2 separate regions of the Gossypium hirsutum genome follow, and region 2 is linked to region 1. The links are chromatin contacts, called in public Hi-C maps. All regions are on one chromosome and are shown on one strand. Each heading gives the region's core, a stretch centred on a gene start, on an enhancer-like site or on the middle of the called end of the contact. The rest is flanking DNA. Distances are from core to core; before and after follow the strand shown. Region 1 holds the start of LOC107955140 (protein YIPF1 homolog). Region 2 holds the start of LOC107955142.

Region 1 (3,433 bases), core at 829-3,328:
ATAGGGCAAGGAAATCAAATAAAAGATATATAAGGATTTTTTTTTAAAAAGGAGGAAAAATCACGTTTCAGAGTACCAAAAATGAAAGATTGATACATTTAACTAATTTTCTTTTTCTTATAGGGCAAGAAAATTAATTAAAAGAAATAAAAAATAATATATACCGGTCGGAGGTCCAAGAGTTTGATAACCTCGGACACCACCTCCTCTTCTGCCATACGAGGCTTCACTTTCTTCATTAACAACAGCCTAGGATTCGAATAACAATGTTCAAATAACATTCTAAACTAATTTACATAAGAATGCCGATCTTGATAAATTAATTCAAAAGAAAGAAAATTAAGAAGCTTACGGGGACTGAGCCGAGTAAATGACTAGAAGGAAGATTCCAATACGACGATTCATCCATTGAAAGTAAGAGATCGAACTAAGAGTTTAACAAAAAAGAGATTTGGTTTTTCTTTTGGAAAGTGGAAATTAGTTAAAAGGAGAAAAGTTCCGATGAGTTTTCCTTGCCGTAGTTTAGAAGCAACGGAGACGACGAGGGAAAGAAATACTTTGACTAAACCGTCAACTACTTATAGCTCTAACTTTCTTGGGACGCGCCATTTATAAGCGCTGCGTTTCACGCGCTTCCTTGCCTTTTTAATTTTTCCAGCTACGTTCACATGATTAGTCTTTCACTTTTGGATTATTGATGGGTCTACCTGGCTCCAGTTTTTATACTTTAATTGACGGCTCATGTATTCATGGGATGGTTTGGGTTCAACCCCTATGAATGAATACCTTATTTTTATTATTCTAACAATATTAAATAAAATTTTATTATTAAAATAGTATTTCCATTTGCTATATTTCAAATAAAAATACTTGTATTTCACTAGTAAAATTCTTTTAAAAATCTTAGATTGAAAAAATGTGCATTTAAATGCCATTGAATCTATGTTCTTTTAATTACTAAGCTATAACTCAATCAACTTGTCTTCGTTTATGTTAAATGACTTGATGCATGTACCTAAAATTCACACAAAAAGTCTCCTTAACTAGAATTTACATTTTCAACAATGCCAACTATATTCAAACTTAGAATCATGGAGTTGAATTAATTTCTTATGAAGTACTTAGATTTAGAATGATATCTTTAGAAGAACGTGAATCACTTGACTTATAAATTTGGACTTTTCTTTTCTCCCAGATTCATTAGCAATAGGCCAGGCAATCGGATTTATACAACCAACATTGCTTTCTGGGGTCGCCCATGCAGCACCAACAGTTAACTTGAGGGCTACATTCAAAGTGCAACAGACATGGTCCAAGGTTAATGTTCGCATTAAGCAATCTCTTACCTGTTTTTACACAAAATAAAATAAAATAAAATAAATATAGTATTTAATATTTGATATATTCACAGCATATTTTTTTTTATAAAATTATCACAAGTCTCTTATATATATAAATATTTTACTATATTCTTACAGGAGACTTATCAATTTATTGACTCTGGTTCTGAAGTTAAAAACTCTACTGATAGTATATCAAAATTTTAAAAAATACTATGTTTAATAAAATTAAGTATTAAGTATTAAATATTAAAAACATTTAGTTTATTCCTTAAAAGAAATATTTAGTTTATAAATTTACTTTTATATCATAATAATATATTCAAAATAATTTTGGATAAAACTTTAAAAAAAATAATTTCCTTTCTTAGTTCAAACATATAAATTTAAATAAAACTATCTAAATATATTTTATCCTATGTACTTATTAACTCCATTCAACAAACCATGATTTTCGAATTTTATATTAAATAAAAAACTATTTAATACTTAAACACTTTCAAAAATTAAATTACAACTTTTCTCCAATACATTATGAAATGCGCTGAAATTTTAAATCAATAATGGAAATGATTAATTGGTCGACTTACCTTCTACAACCAATACAAGGAAAGCCAAAGCAAATAAAACAAGAGCAGAATGACCAGCCACGAACTTGGAATTTCTCATGATATAGAATATTAATGAAGAGTTTCCGTTTTGAATCTAGGATTGCAACAACTTCTAAGATTGATAGGTTTATATAGGAATTCATTGTTAACACTTAACAGTATCCCCTCAATTTGTGTATGTAAATATTGTGTGTTTAAAAATATAGTTGTGTTGTTATAGTAATTTGTAGGTTGTAAGTTTAAGTATGATGAATTGCATAATAACATTTTATTTTAAGGTTTTAGAGATTATGTATAGTTTAAAAATTCTATAAAAAAGTATTATATAATAACACAATAATTGGGAATAATTTGTTACTATGGTTCACATCATGTGTAGTGCGGAGAGCCATTGGAGTTGGTGGCTTTTGAGGGTCTCATTTGAAGACATTTTTGAGAGAGATTGGATAAAGTATTGTCACTCTTGTGATGGAGATAGATTTTATAGAGGAATTTTGGTATGGGTCCCAATGAAATGATATCTGGTGACTACGAGTATGAGTGCTTCATTAGAATGATGGGGTGACTCACATTCTAATGAAACTCTGATGCCCATATAACCACCTTATATATTAGGATATCATTTCAGTGGGAACCACATCAAAACTCTTCCTCTATAAAAGTTCTCTTTATCATAAAAAAAAAAGAAAAAGAAAAAGAAGAGAGGTTCCAAGATATATGCCAAAGCATTCCTAATCTCTCCAAGCTCATGGGACCCTTCAAAATCACTAACTTAAGTGGCTTTTCGCACCAAATGGAGTATGAACAACCATTGCAAATGCTCTCAAATTTTGTGTAATAATAGTTGGTGTCATATGTGGGAACTAAGCAAAAGATCATGTCTCTTCCATGAGTAAGAATCCATGGCTTAATTCCCTCAAGCTTTTTATCTTTCTTCATTTATATATCTCTTGAAGCTTTTAGTAGTGTGGGGTCTCTTGAAGTTGTTGTCTAATTTGGGTTTCTTGAAGTTTTTAACTTAAGGGGGCAATGCAAATATTTCCTTCAAATACATCAAAAAAAGTACTACTTATACTCCTAAGAGAGGGTTAACATGGGGCTAATAGGAAGCCTTTTTCCAACACCTAAGGGTTACTCGTTTGCATACTAAGGGTCCCTTCACTAGCACACTAGGGGAGCCATTTGCTAGCACACCAAAGGGGCTACTCCCCTACACATAAGGGGGCCCTACGTTAGTACACCAGGGGATCCCTCGCTCGCAGACTAGAAAGCCTTTGGTTAGAGGAGGCCCTTCATTTAAAAGGGAACTCCCATGGTTAGGAAGGGATAAGAACTAACTATGACATTCGTATATACATTCAAGTTTGCAAAAGAAGAAAAAAAATCAAAAACCACTCCTCTAGAACTCTCAAAATTTATATAAGATAATTACTCTTATACTTAAAAAAAATATTATGAGAAATTACTTTTACGAATTCCTAT
Region 2 (3,419 bases), core at 666-3,165, 210 kb after region 1:
GATAATCCAATTTTGTCTGGAATCCCCTCGAATGGAGCATCTTGGAGTTATTTAAACCATGAGTTATCCATGGATTTTCAGGTCAAGTCATCGGGTTGAATCCAAATCGAGTTATTACATATTTTATTATAATTGTATAACATATTTAAAAATATATATAAAATTTAGTGATGAAATTATAACTTTTCTAATTAAAATAAAACTTTTTGAAAATTTAAGAGGTAAATATTTTAATTTATCTTCTTTTAATTTCAAATTAATAATACCATGTGAATAATACTATTTGGTATGTTGAAATGCATGGTAATACAACCTATCATCCACCATGATAATACTACATCACATAATTATTGGTCTCGGGCGGTTGGGTGCCTAAATTTTTATGTTTACAATGTTAATGCTTAAGTTAATAATTTTTACGATTGGTGAGTGATTGTTAAAATATTATTTGTATACTTTATTCATAACATTTGATAAAAAATCATAACTAAAAATATATTTTATATATGATAAATAATTTACAAGATAAATTTTGAGATATAAGTTCTTTTAGGAACACAAATTAAATTTCGGCTATATATGTCCTCTTTTTTTCTTCCATAAAATTGTATAACAAAAGAATATTTTAAGTGGGATTCATTTGAATTTAATAAAGATAGCTTTATACAACTTGTACTATATATTAAATTTTTGATTGAGTTGTTATTATGAGTTAATCGAGAATCAACTCAATTAATAATTATTAAAATACAATTACTTTATAAAATAAATTATATTATTTAATGATGTTTTTATTTTTTATATTTTTTATATAAATATTATACACCCAATAAGATTTGACTTAAGACACTATATTTTTCAACATATTTATTTTACCATTTCAACAAAAGACTCAATTGTTTTATATATTATTTTTATAATATATTTATTACATATATTATTAATATCCTCAGTATAAAGATTGAAGGTAATTTAGGAATCATATTAAAAAATTAATCATATATTCTTAATGATCGTTATTGCAAGGAAGCCGGGCTGGCTCTAAAAGAAGTTTACAAAGTGTTGTAGATAAAGTGGTACTTTCATTACCCACAATTGCCATATAAGAGTATGAGCTCAAATCTCGTTAAGAGCAAATGTTGGCATTTCCTCGTGAATGGAGGCACTCTCACTCCATGAACCCTCTGAGGCTCTTAGTAGAGTCGGGAGACAAAACTTGAATAAAATTGGGCATAGATACCTCAGGTCCAAACCGACCTGTTGAGAGGTTTATTGACTCCGGACAAATGACACTTCACAGATTTTTTTCGGAAGCTCGACTTCCCCTCAACAATGTAATCTATTAACATAATACAATATATATTTGTTTATTTTTACAATGACTTATATTTTTTTTGTTCAAATGAGAATGTATAATTAATTGTAACATTAGTACAAAAAAAAATACTAAAGATCTTAAAAACATTTGATAGCTTAAGAGAAATAACAACAGTTGCAGACTTGACATAAAAATCAAACCATACCAAAAAGGAGCAAACAATTTATATTATATCTAATAATTTTATAAAGAAATAATTATGTACAGATAATACGTATATTTGAGTCATATTCTTTATTAAAAAAAAAAAGAAGTACCCAAGGAGACACGTGGCAAACAAGGGTTGGAATTGAATCAAATGAGATGTCCAACTTGTGTTTGGTGTTTGAATGATACATGCATAGCCATTTGTCAAAAAACCAGACATAAAAAATGAACGAATTCACATGGGTTTTCCTTTTCTAGGCTTTAGCAAAAATACCCTTTGTCTAATTCTCTTTCGATCTTCAAAATGGGATTGAACAAAAGGAGCTCAAACAGTGAAAACCCCCTTTTCTTGGGCTTATAAATAGGCTTGGATCCTTTGCCAACCAACAAACATATCTCTACATCTGCACTGCAAACTCTTCACGTGTTTCTCAGCTTTCTCTGTCCCTCTCTTTTGCTTTCCTTCTCTTACCTCCTTCCTACCTCTCTTGCACTCTTCTTTACTTTTATCTCTTTGGTTTGTTTCTTTTGTTTTGTGAGAAAAAAGAAAATCTTATCCACTGGCCTGACATTGCCAGCCACCTTTTTGTCTTTGTCTTTCTTGTTCGGTCTCGTTCTTTGAGGGTTGTTTATTGTTTTAAGATATATATATCTCAAAGAGTAGTTTTGTTCGTTGGTTGACAAAGAAAGATAGTTTTTTTAAACCCCAAAAAGGAAAAAAAAAAGTTTACTTATTTTTCTGGTATGGAAAACAAAAGGCAAGTGAGTGGCTCTTCATCATCATCATCATCATCATCTTCATCGTCTGTTTCTTTGGATCATCTCTTTGGTCCAAAGGACTCTTCTTCTTCATCAACTACCACAACTGGGCTTTTTGGGACTATTTTTCCCCCTCCATCAGTGGTAAACCCTTTTGCTCTGCATTTTCTATCCATAAAATGATACAGCTTTGTTGATTTTGACGAAAAAAGAAATACCCTTTTACTCATTAGTTACCTATTTACTTGCAGACATGTGAAATTATGATACTGGGGGATAATATACTTTGATTGGAAGTAACTGAGAAGTTGATATATTTAGGATAAAGCTGGTTTAATTGTATTTAGGGTTTGTATATTTCTTTTTCTAACATTATGGATTTATATATTTCAAGTGAATGATTCTTTAAAAAAGATGCAAAGAGATGCTTTATATAATACACTAAAATTCTATACATCATGTGCTTGGATATATTCACTAAGTGGATAGATGCTAGCTAGTGGGGTTTACCGGTCAATTTTTCTTTGTAACATCTTAAATTTGCAAAGTTAATATGTATATTCCAATGCTAGCTAGTGGTGGGCGAAAAGTTGGCTTTGGACTTTGCATTAATGGAATTATTGGTGACCTCTGGCTATGTATGGCTTGTTTTAATTGTGGTTATCCATTTTTGTTCTAATTTTTATAGGTTTTTAATGGTGAATAGATCTAAATTGTTCTCTCTTTTCTGATTTCAGGTGCTGGGGAGGGACTCAACTCACTCCGGAATTAGAGGTTCATGGAATACTCAGGGTTTGCCCCATCATGCCAGATATGGAACAGGTTTTTTTGTTGCCTTCTTGTATTAATTTTTAGCATTTCTCCTTGCATTTTTCTCCTAGTTTTCTTCTGTTTGACATATTTGGATATATATATATATGTGCGCGCTTGACACGTATCTGAATACGAGGATATGATATATAAAAAAATTAAACATGTAGATTAATTATGTTAGTTATAATAAAACTTCATGTGGGATCTTAATGAGAATAGTTAAGTTTGGTTTATAGTCAAGCAAGAAACAAAAATGAGAGATGAGAATGTTGCTCATGCATGTTTTGTTTCAGATCATAACACTGATTATAGCAAGGGACAA

Evidence for each region. A called contact is a pair of places that touch in the nucleus more often than the background predicts.
Region 2: a contact with region 1 is called in a Hi-C map of leaf, with 3 times the contacts expected there. The contact joins the promoter of LOC107955142 here to the promoter of LOC107955140 in region 1. A contact is called at or near these places in 15 of 34 Hi-C or Micro-C datasets (fibers, hypocotyl, leaf and 1 more).

The regions. Positions count from the first base shown.
Region 1 is chrD04:12,094,809-12,098,241 of Gossypium_hirsutum_v2.1, forward strand. LOC107955140 (protein YIPF1 homolog) reads right to left here and starts at 2,079. Exons shown (of 6, transcript XM_041091995.1): 1 at 1,931-2,079; 2 at 353-1,346; 3 at 165-249. The coding sequence starts at 409.
Region 2 is chrD04:12,306,637-12,310,055 of Gossypium_hirsutum_v2.1, forward strand. It overlaps LOC107955142, which reads left to right and starts at 1,916. Exons shown (of 6, transcript XM_016890869.2): 1 at 1,916-2,428; 2 at 3,022-3,106; 3 at 3,391-3,419. The coding sequence starts at 2,270.